3 separate regions of the Mus musculus genome follow, and all the other regions are linked to region 2. A link is a contact called in public promoter capture Hi-C data. All regions are on one chromosome and are shown on one strand. The core of a region is the stretch at or near the end of the contact, and the rest is flanking DNA. Distances in the headings are between cores, read along the strand shown. Region 1 holds the start of Clcc1 (chloride channel CLIC-like 1). Region 2 holds the start of Strip1 (striatin interacting protein 1). Region 3 holds the start of Gpsm2 (G-protein signalling modulator 2 (AGS3-like, C. elegans)).

Region 1 (3,629 bases), core at 757-3,256, 1.0 Mb before region 2:
ACAGTATACTCATATAAACATAAAATATTAAAAAAAAAAAAAAAAACCTGAAATAAAAGCTACAGAAACGGCATCCTGTATCCCTTTCGTGGGCATGGCATACTTCTTCATCAACAGAACGAGTGAGAAGGAAGACAAATTTTCTCAGATAAAAACAGGAGTTTAGGGTGAAGGTAACGGACGTTTAGAAAACAAAAGCAAGAGGGCATCACTTATGGAGGCTGACAGCCTGCCAAGTACCACTCACAAAGTTACACCACGGGCAACCACGTGACTTTCTCCAATAGTGACCAGCAGGTGAAGAGTTAACCAAGACTACAGAATGAATAAAATGATGGAAGGCAAAAAAAAAAAAAAAAAAAAGGGGGGGGGGAGGCAGCCAGAGTTAGATTCCACACCAGAATGAGCTGGGAAGTCAAAAAGGGGGGGGGGGGGGCTATGGAAGAAACCAAAACCACAATCAATTGGAAATTCAATCCCTCCTGTCAGAGGCCGGTGGTCATCTAAGACTAGAACTCTTTGAAAACAACAACACTTAGAACTGATCCCACACTTCCTCCAAAGTTGCAATCTGGACCTGCTTCGAGCTTATTTTAAAGACAAGTCTCTGAGATAGGGCCAGCCAGTGCTACATAGACTGACTCGGAAAAACAAAAACATCACAAAAATCTTCCTATGTTGCCTCAGTTTATGAAAAAAACCTGCGTTACTCTATGACTTGTCGGTGGACACCAGTTAGTTTGTATCATTTTCTCATTGCCTCAACTACAACACATGTACTCCAGTGCGCACAATAATAGTATATAAAAAAACATACTCATACAATAATAGAGGACATTTTGTTACTGAAACATATGCTCCTTTAATCCTTACAAAAACTCTTGGAAAGGGCACCACTGTCTCAATCCCAGAAAAAACGGGTAACATGCCCATGGCCTCTGAGCTCTGAGAGGTTCCTTGGAGGTTAGGGTTCAAAAGCGGGTGAGGAAACTCTGCTGGGTCTTATCACACAGGTGGGAAAACCAGAAAAGGGGCTTCTCACAGGGGCGGCCTCTGGCTTAGCTCTTAAGATGTGCAGGCTGATTGACAGCCACGAAATGGAAACCCTCAAGAAAGTCACTGATTTCAAAGAATCAGAGGTCTAACCAACCAGCCAAGCAGGACTAACCGGGTTAAGGGAAGTCAAATTCTCGGTTATCTTAGAAGCGGGAAGTCGCTATTTAGCTCACGCGTGTTCTTGTCCTTTCCTGGCAATTGAGGTTGTTTTTTTCTGTTTGTTTGTTTGTTTGTTTTTCGAAACGAGGTTTCTCGGTGTATCCTGGAAACGCTGTAGACCAGGCAGGCCTCGAACTCAGAGATCCGCCTGCCTTTGCCTCCGGAGTGCTGGGATTAAAGGGTGCCCACCGCCCACCAGACAATTTTCATTTCCAATATGTGCCCAGACAACGCTGAGAAGAGCACTTTTATAATCAGTATCATGGAGAAAACCTGACGTTTTGCACCTAATTATAAACCCACAGACTTACAGCATCAACTAACTTAATATACTCAAATTAAATTTGGAGTTTCATACCATTACTCCAACAAATCCAATATATATATATAATTTTTTGGCCGTCAGTATTTGTTGCAGATTCTGCCAAGGTTTCAGATAACACAAGCAAGGATGCTCTTGCCCCAGGGTGGGCCGCTCGGTATATTCGCAGGGTTAGCCGAGACAAGGGGAATGACTGGCGGGCGCTGTCTACCCGCGTAAGACGGAACAGGGAATCGCCACGGGCCCAGGCCCCGGCACCTCTCACGCTGCCGCGCCGCCTCCCACGCAGACCCGCGGGCCGCCCCGACACACCGAAGAGCGCCCACTCACGTCGAGGGTCCTGCCTGCTCTTTCAGAGGGACCCGGGCCAGCCCGGCCGCGGAAGACGCCGAGCCGCCTACCTCAAACACGGTGCACTCGGACTGGAGTCCCGAGCGGACTCATCGACTCGCTCGGCCCGCAGCTGTGCGGCCTTCCCGCGCGCGTTGCTGATTGGCTGCGCCGCGGGGGCGGAGGCGGGGGCGGGACCAGGCCGCGCTCCTCTGCTCTGAAGTAAGGGCTTTTCAATTACCCAACCACCAGTTCAGTTCAGACGGTCGTGGCTAAAGGAGCCAAGTACGTCTAAATAAGTAAATAAGTAATAAGTAAATAAGGAAAGAAAAGAAAGAAAGAAAGAAAGAAAGAAAGAAAGAAAGAAAGAAAGAAAGAAAGAAAGAAAGAAAGAAAGAAAGAAAGAAAGAAAGAAAGAAAAAGAGAGAGAGAGAGAGAGAGAGAGAGAGAGAAAGAAAGAGGGGGGAGGGAGGGAGAGAAGGAGAGAGAGAGAGATAGAGAGAGAGATCTACTTCGAACATAACTTTCTAAGTGGAAGATAATGGTTAACTAGTACTATATATAGTGAGGGAGGCAAATGGGAGTTTGGACGTAAGGTTTGTTTTGTGTTTATCTTCAACTTCTGGCTTTGCAGTTTCCAAAGTGTCCAAAGAGGAACCCCACCCCAGAAATGAATACAAAAACTAACTGGCAATGAGACACTGTTAGTATTTAATTTGGTATTCTTGGGTATACATACATCATTTACAACTTTTTAAGATTTGTAGTCGTTTTAGATTTATTTCATATGTATGAGTGCTTTGCTTCATATAGTATGTGTTCCACGTGCGTGTCTAGTACATACAGGGGTCAGAAGAGGGGGTTGGATCCCCCTAGATAGGAAGTCCCAGATAATTGTGGCACCAACACGTATTTTCTTTTTAATTCTGATTGTGTTTCTGCATATGAATGCAGTTGCCAGCAGAGGTCAGAGCTGCAGTTGCCAGCAGAGCATCAGGTACCTGAGATGCAGAGTTATCGGTGATCTTGAGCCACAAAACTCGGTTGCTGGAAACCGAACTTGAGTTCTTTTAACAGCTAAGCCACTTCTCCAGCCCCATTGCTACTGTGGCTGGTAGCCTTTCAGATGTAGATGATAAGATCCTACTGCTGTAGCAACCATGTGTGTACAGAAGTCAAGATGGAACTGGACTGAATGCTTACTCTGGAAGGTTAGCTTTCATAACATAAGGATGCCTTATGGAAGAAGTCACCAGCAGTCTTGCCCTGCTGTGACCTTGTATGTTACCCGGCTGCCCTCCCAGGCAAGATGTACCCACATTTGCAATAGTGGCAAACTGTTAAGTGGGTAGCCATCTTCTTTCCAGCTTGATTTGAGGCCCACTCCATAGGAGGGGATTCATGTCCGGCACAGTAGACCTGATCAAATCTGCGTCTGGGAGGTCAATGCCCTAGGGGGGAAGCTACTGTTCTTTTGCTGACTAAATGTATCATACATATCAAGCAGCCTTCCAAATATTTATGTTTACCCAAACATTAGTACTGCCTTCAGCTTTGGGCAAAGAAGCTTCATTTTGCAGTAGTAGTGCTTAATACAGAGACTCATAACTGCTCAAAGTGCTGAGAATAAGTGGCTTGAATGCTCAGCCCTAAATGAAACATCTAACTTGCTCCTTCCAAAACTCAAAGAACATCATTTGGTGGGTTGGGGGGTGGGGGTGGTAATGGTAGAATCTGAGAGCCAGAGGAAGGGTAGAAAGGT
Region 2 (3,201 bases), core at 689-3,188:
AAGAAGAAAGGAAGAAAGAGAGAAAAGGGGGGAGGGGGGAGACTGGTGTATAAGGCCCAGGGTTTAATTTCAATTCCAGTAACATACACAAAGTTATTCCATCAAACTACACCCCTGTATCTGTAACCCATGTGTTTAGGGCCAAAATGTTGGCTTTTGCATCTCCACTAATTCAGGCTTCATCACTAGTCTTCAATATACCCAACAAAGACACAAATGAAGAAGGAGATAGAGGTGGGGGGAGGAGGAGGAGAAGAAAGAAGGAGGAGGAGGAAGAAGGAAGAAGGGGAGGAAAAGGAGAACAACAACACACAAAGATTTCATCGATGTGAACATTGTAAAGAGAAACACATAAGGTGTTTACTGATCCCAAATCTGTCTTTGGGGAAACTTACTTTAGATTTAAATAGAATTAGAATTGAGATTGAGGGCGGGAGATAGGAAAATTCCAGCAGACCTGGGCAAGTGTGGTCTGGTTATCATCCTCTCAGTGTTGGTTCTATGAGATGGTAGAAGTCCTTTTTACTTAAGGGACAAGCTGGTTCTCAGGAGTTGATTCTTTCTCCTCCAGGGTGCACAGGCCATGATAGAAAGAGCTGTTCGTCATCCGGGGATGCTGTGTTCTGTGAGGCTTTGCCACTCCTGATGTCTAGAGGGTTGAGGCCAGTGACCAAGAGTCTTGTACCTGCTTCTTGGGGAGGGAGGTTTCTGGAGGAGGACACTGTAAAAAGTAACATTAAAACCATCTTGGTTACTCCTATGTGTTTGGCACTCAGACGTGACGGAGAATGAGGTGAGAGGCCACCATTTTTGGATGATTGCTCTTTGAGTCAATACAGATGTGAGCAGGTAATTCAGAGTAAACGAGACAGCTACAAAATGAAGGCAGAAAAGCAAGAGCCACTTCTAAGGGATTATTAAACACACCCTCATTTCCCCATGATTTCTCTGTTATATTTTCAATTTCAGTTTTATTTATTCATTTGTTTATCTCCCCCATGTGAATGTAAACTCCACGAAGACTAGAATCCTATTTTTGTTCATTATTATATCCTTAAAAGTATTTGTCAGTGGCTTGAGGACAGATACAACTTCATACTGTTATCCTTAGCCCCCAAGAGTCTCTCTCTCTCTCTCTCTCTCTCTCTCTCTCTCTCTCTCTCTCTCTCTCTCTCTCTCTTTCTCTGTCTCTCTCTCTCTCTGTCTCTCTTCACTTCAAGTTCAAGACAGGGTTTCTCTGTATAGTCCTGGCTGTCCCGGAACTCACTTTGTAAACCAGGCTGGCCTCGAACTCAGAAATCTGCCTGCCTCTGACTCCCAAGTGCTGGGATTAAAGGCGTGCGCCACCAACGCCCGGCTTTTTCCCCTGTTTTGATAAGTGAGATTATTAACGTGGCTCCAGAGGTGTCTTGGATGGAGTTATAATCTGATAAGTAAAACCAGGAGTCCCCAGGGTTGCACAAGGTGTTTCTTACAGAGTCCTACTGACTTGGAGGTTTTTCAGCTGGAAGGTTAGAGAAAAGCCACAACCAGTTGTTAATTGTACAGAAATTCTTTGCTAGGAAAACGTGTCAACTAGACCCATGAGTCAGGAATTGCTTTCTTTAATGATGTCTCCCTAATTTCCCCTTTCATCCTGCCTCACCTTGAACAGGGAGGGCTCTAAAGACAGGCAAAGCGATGATAGACAACGAATTAAAGTGTTAAGTCTCATGGATAAAAAAGACATCTAAAGGGATTCCTGCGAGCCCAGCCGCACGTCTCCGGCTTAGTTCCACGGGAAGGAGGGAGGGGAAACTAAATGACAAAGCCAGGAAAGACCTTGGGAGGTGATTGGCAGTTGCGGCTTTCGACACACGCAGCCACACTGAATATGGCGATTGGGGAAATTTCCTGGAGGAAATCACGCGAGAGTTGCCTGACGGGAGGCCGTCCGCGAATTGAGCCGGGGGTGTGGAGCAGCCAAGATGGAGCCGGCAGCCGCCGGTCCCGGCCCTCTGATTGTGAACAACAAGCAGCCGCAGCCGCCACCTCCTCCGCCGCCTGCCACCGCGCAGCCTCCTCCTGGGGCGCCGAGGGCCGCCGGAGGCCTCCTGCCGGGGGGCAAAGCCCGCGAGTTCAACCGCAACCAGCGCAAAGACTCGGAGGTCAGAGCTGCAGGGGGGCGAGGCTGGCACCGGGCGGGTGACAGAGGGGGTCCCGGGAGACCGGGGCGGCATCCGGGCCCAGCCGGGCTTCCCGACGGCTTGACAGGGACCCTGGGAGCTGTCACTTTACCGGGAACCGTGCAGTTAGCTAGGCTGGCAGCCGCCACAGCCCCGGGGAGGAAAGCCCGGAGCCCTGTCACCAACTCTGCTGCGGCCGGGGGAAGAAGGTCCCCGAGCCGGGGATGGCCGGTCGCCCCCGGGGGCGTGGCCTGAGGCACAGCCCTCCTGGGGTGCAAAATCGGTGGTCTGCTGGCTGGTTAGCCCCTCATCCTTTCCGGCCTCTGATCTTAGCAGGGTGGTGGGCCACGCCAGTTGGCAGCGAAGGGACCCAGGAGAGTTTAGCGGGCGCTTAGAACAGGGCTTCTCTCTCTAGTGCTGCTTGGCCGGCCCCAGGTTGTGTGAGTAGCAGAGAGAGCACATTGTGGCTTCCCTCCGAATTTTAGTCAGCGCTGGATCAAACCGCGGCCAGACATTGCCAAGTATTTTTGCATGCCCAGTGAGCCCAGTTGCTGAGCTGTGAAGGGATCAGAAGTACACAAAGGGCGCCGGATTCTCCTCCTTGCTAGTGAGCTGCGATTCCCTTTGCCCGCGCTGTCTGGAGCTATTCACCTCGCCCCAAGTTAAAATTCCTCCCACTGCTTCCGTTTGCAGAATTCATGAATGAACACACACCCGTCTCGTCGCAGCATTTCAGGGCTTCCTCATCAGCACATTCATTCCCAGAGCGCTTACTACGCAATCTCCTCCACCTGAGACAACTTCCAGTGTGATGAACAGCCAGGCACTTACCGAGAGGGAATTCCTCAAATTCAAATTTGATGCTTCAGCTAGTACCAGATACTAAAGATAGTGTCTTTAAGCCTAAGAAATCAGTTCCCTCCAAACATTTTGTTGTTGTCGCAGGCTCAAATTCTGATAACTTATGTCACAAAGGAACAAGCCCAGAGTTGAGAGGATGAGTTTAGAGTGGCTTTTTTGAAAAAGATGGACCTTT
Region 3 (3,399 bases), core at 229-2,728, 1.1 Mb before region 2:
GAGACAATACCTGACTCTTGTTATTTTTTGTTTGTTTGTTTGTTTGTTTTTGTTTTGTTTTGTTTTTTGACCATTAAATGTCTTCAAGTAGAAGAATGGCACAATCTCATGGATGCATGCGTTTGGAAAGAAGATTTACAAAACAGTTCAACTGATTAGGAAGATAGACATTGCTGATAGCTGAGATAAAAAGTCCAATCTATGAGAGAAGGGGGCACAGGAAAGAAACGATTCGCTTTGGCTATGCAGAATTTAAAATACTTTTTATTGTGGTTTACTGTACCAATTCCCACAAAGAATTTATGAGTATGGAAGAATTATAATATCTACCTCTGAAATAGTACAACCAGCTAATTCAGCTTTTTATAAGAACTTGGTATTAAGGGTGCTCGCTGATAATAATAAGAGAACCACTTATTGAACAGCTTCGATGTGTCAGCAGCTGTGTTAACCATTTCATAAACTTTACCTCCTGAAGCATCATGACAGACCTTATTAGAGGAGGTCTCATTATCTGTGTTTTACAGCTGAGGAAGCTAAGGCTACAGAGGACAGACGCCTAACTGGTTCAAAATCAGTCAGTAGGAAGAGGCCCGAGCTGAAATTCAAACCCAGGTCTGGCTGGTGCTAACACTATCTCTATACAGTTTTCCATGACACACATATAGTGGTCACGGCCATCACCACAGAGATGCTGAAACTAGAATTTCTTTAACAGGTGCCCAATCCTGTAAAACATTAAAATTTCATCCCAGTGGAGAAATAGGCAGTGGCTATAGATAATGTAATGTAACCAACGTCATCAGCTTCACAGCAGAGACTCTAGTTTAAACATTTGATGAACAAGCTAAGATCTATTTTTTGGTGAACTTGATATGAAGGCATGAATAGAATGGGAATGCAAGCCGCCGGAGCGGATTAAATTCGCCATCTCTGCTTTTCCTGGGAACCAGCGATCCTGCAGTCAGAAGAAGTTTGCTTTCCCAACATCTGGAAACGCCAGAACTGTGTGTGACACTGCCTCAAGAACTGAGGCTCCTTGTTCAGACTTTCACACGGGACCCTCTGTTCCTTTCACACAGGCCTCTTTCTTTCTCACATCTGCCTCTTGGAAGACTTTCCCAGGGCGGGACTGAGCCTGCAGGGAAAGAGGCAGTGGACTGGGGCTCCTGGGTTCAAAGTCTGAACTAGACCCAGCTTGAACTCTGATGTTTATTGTCCCACTTTTCGCCATCTGAAGGAGAAATTCGAGGACAATAAGCTTCTAGTTGGCGGAGGATCTATCCGCAGCAGAGGAGAATCAAGCGCTACAGTCCGAGAGGCAAACCCCACACACAGATCTTTAGAAGGAGGGAGCCCTGGCTCGTCTAGCCCCGCCCTCCACCCGCCTAGCCCCGCCCCACCGGTGCCATTGGCCGGTCCAAAAAACGCGGGGCGTTGTCAGTTTGAATGGGCGAGCCTGGAGCTAGGCGCAGGCGCAGAGGAGTACAGGCGCTGAGGGAGCCTTGCTGGCGGTGAGACCCTCTGAGAGGCCAGGGGGAGGCCGAAGCTCTGGCCCACGTGACCTGCCGGGGGCGGGCGCCCGGGGCGCTCGCCAGCCTCCCGCGGTGCCCCTGCTTGGCTCGGCGTCGCCGCCGGGACCCGACTTGGGGAAGCGCCGCGGTTCCTAGTCTACGGCCAGAGGCGCTCATCCCTGCAGCGGTTCCTTGTTCTCAGGAGCCGCGGGCCGGAGGGAGGTGAGCGGAGCCTGAGGGGGTGACCCAGTGGGGTGTGTGGGGGCGTGGGGCGGGGGTCTCTGGACCACCGAGGCTCGACGGGCTCGGGTGACGCTGGGACCCGGGAGCTCCGTGGGGGGCTTCGCACCCGCACCATTTAGGCTGTTGTCCCCTAAGTGAGGGGAGACTGGGGATCGGGCTTCTGCAGACCTTGAAAATACTTGCTGGGATGCAGCGACTTCACGCGTTTTCCGAGCGTAACAGACGGTGGATACAAAGCCGAATCCCAGTGGATTCGAATCCCAGGCACGTCGCCGGCCCCGGGTCTCCACACCAGACACCTTTGTCAAGTCACATTTAAACTCCTGAACTTTTCGGATCCCAGACTTACTGGCAAGCGAAACTGATAGATCGTTGTAACCAGCTTTATAGCAAGCGTAACATGTTTGAGATCTTAGCCGGAAAGCTGTAAACTTAGTATCTTCAGATGAAAAGTGGAAAACGTAATTTCCTTGTATTTTAATGGTAAACAATTAGGTGGCTTTAACAAGTATCATTTGAACTCTGTTGAAACGAGTAATGATGGCAATGTTTATTTGCCTTAATGCATTATTTAAACGCCGGGTAGACTTAGAATAGGTAAGTTCTTGACTCTCCTCTCGGTGCTTTGTGTTGATTGGACTGCTGTGTGGTTTGTGTTGTAAGTTTTTGTCACCAGCGAAGCAGAATTTTCAGACTGCCTCTTTGGAAGGCTAAACTGAAGATTTTCCGGCTTGTTAGTAACCATCGTGATTGCTTCTGGTAAAGAGCACTTTTGCCTGGGGTTTCGACGTGCTAAGAGCAGAGATTCGTTCCGCCTAAGTTCAAAAGCGAAGGTTCCTGTCCTTTGACTTGAGGGCAGTGGGGGAGTTCAGGGATGCCCGGCCGGTTCTAGGCATTCATAGGCCCCTCTTGCAAACTATTTCTAACTTACAATTCGAGGATTGGACTGGTTATGAATTCAGAGACTGTGGAGTATTGTGGAAGCGTGTCCCACGGAAAAATAGTTTAGCTGAATTTTCAGTAGGTCAGACATACACTATTACAAGTATGTTTTGATGTAAACCTGAGATTTAATAGTAGGCTAGTTACAAAGGTAATGCACTATATATAGTGTGGCTCCCCACACCTCACCTCCTCTGTACTTGGGTTTGAACTCTAAACCATGTGAACACTAAGCAAGAGTTCTATCACTGAGGTAATTCCAGATTATTCATTTATTAATTAATTAATTCATTCATTCATTTATTTGAGACCTATTGTTGCTAAATGTTTAGGGCTGGCCTGGAACTTGGAATCCTCCTGTCTCAGCCCAGTAGCTGGGATTACAGCTACTGGGCTGTAATATGTGCACAAATTCCACCTGGTATGAAATGGCTGGCTGACTTTCTTCTTCCTTCCTTCCCTCCATTCATTCAGTGTAGTTTTGAGACAGGGTCTCAGATAGCTGAATTTGGCCTTGCACTCTTTGATTCTCTTTCTCCATCCTCCCAGTGCTGTGATTACAGGTGTGCACCATACATGCTTAGGGTCAAATCCAGGGCAGGTGTATGCCGAGCAAAACCAAACCACATCCTCAGCCTTCACCTTTCTTACCCATAAAGTACTCCAAGACTTACCTAAAAACAAACAAACAAACATACAT

What was found. Promoter capture Hi-C pulls out the DNA fragments that hold promoters and counts their contacts.
Region 1: a contact with region 2 is called in a promoter capture Hi-C map of liver, with 2.5 times the contacts expected there. The contact joins the promoter of Clcc1 here to the promoter of Strip1 in region 2. A contact is called at or near these places in 3 of 39 promoter capture datasets (liver and pre-B cells).
Region 3: a contact with region 2 is called in a promoter capture Hi-C map of liver, with 2.0 times the contacts expected there. The contact joins the promoter of Gpsm2 here to the promoter of Strip1 in region 2. A contact is called at or near these places in 1 of 39 promoter capture datasets (liver) and 1 of 9 other capture datasets (adipose tissue).

The regions. Positions count from the first base shown.
Region 1 is chr3:108,652,290-108,655,918 of GRCm38.p6, reverse strand. It overlaps Clcc1 (chloride channel CLIC-like 1), which reads right to left and starts at 2,006. Exons shown (of 12, transcript NM_145543.2): 1 at 1,939-2,006.
Region 2 is chr3:107,630,447-107,633,647 of GRCm38.p6, reverse strand. Strip1 (striatin interacting protein 1) reads left to right here and starts at 1,938. Exons shown (of 21, transcript NM_153563.2): 1 at 1,938-2,147. The coding sequence starts at 1,968. Gm10961 (a long non-coding RNA gene) reads right to left here and starts at 2,047. Exons shown (of 3, transcript XR_375960.3): 1 at 1,646-2,047; 2 at 458-721.
Region 3 is chr3:108,720,378-108,723,776 of GRCm38.p6, reverse strand. Gpsm2 (G-protein signalling modulator 2 (AGS3-like, C. elegans)) reads left to right here and starts at 1,478. Exons shown (of 15, transcript NM_029522.2): 1 at 1,478-1,736.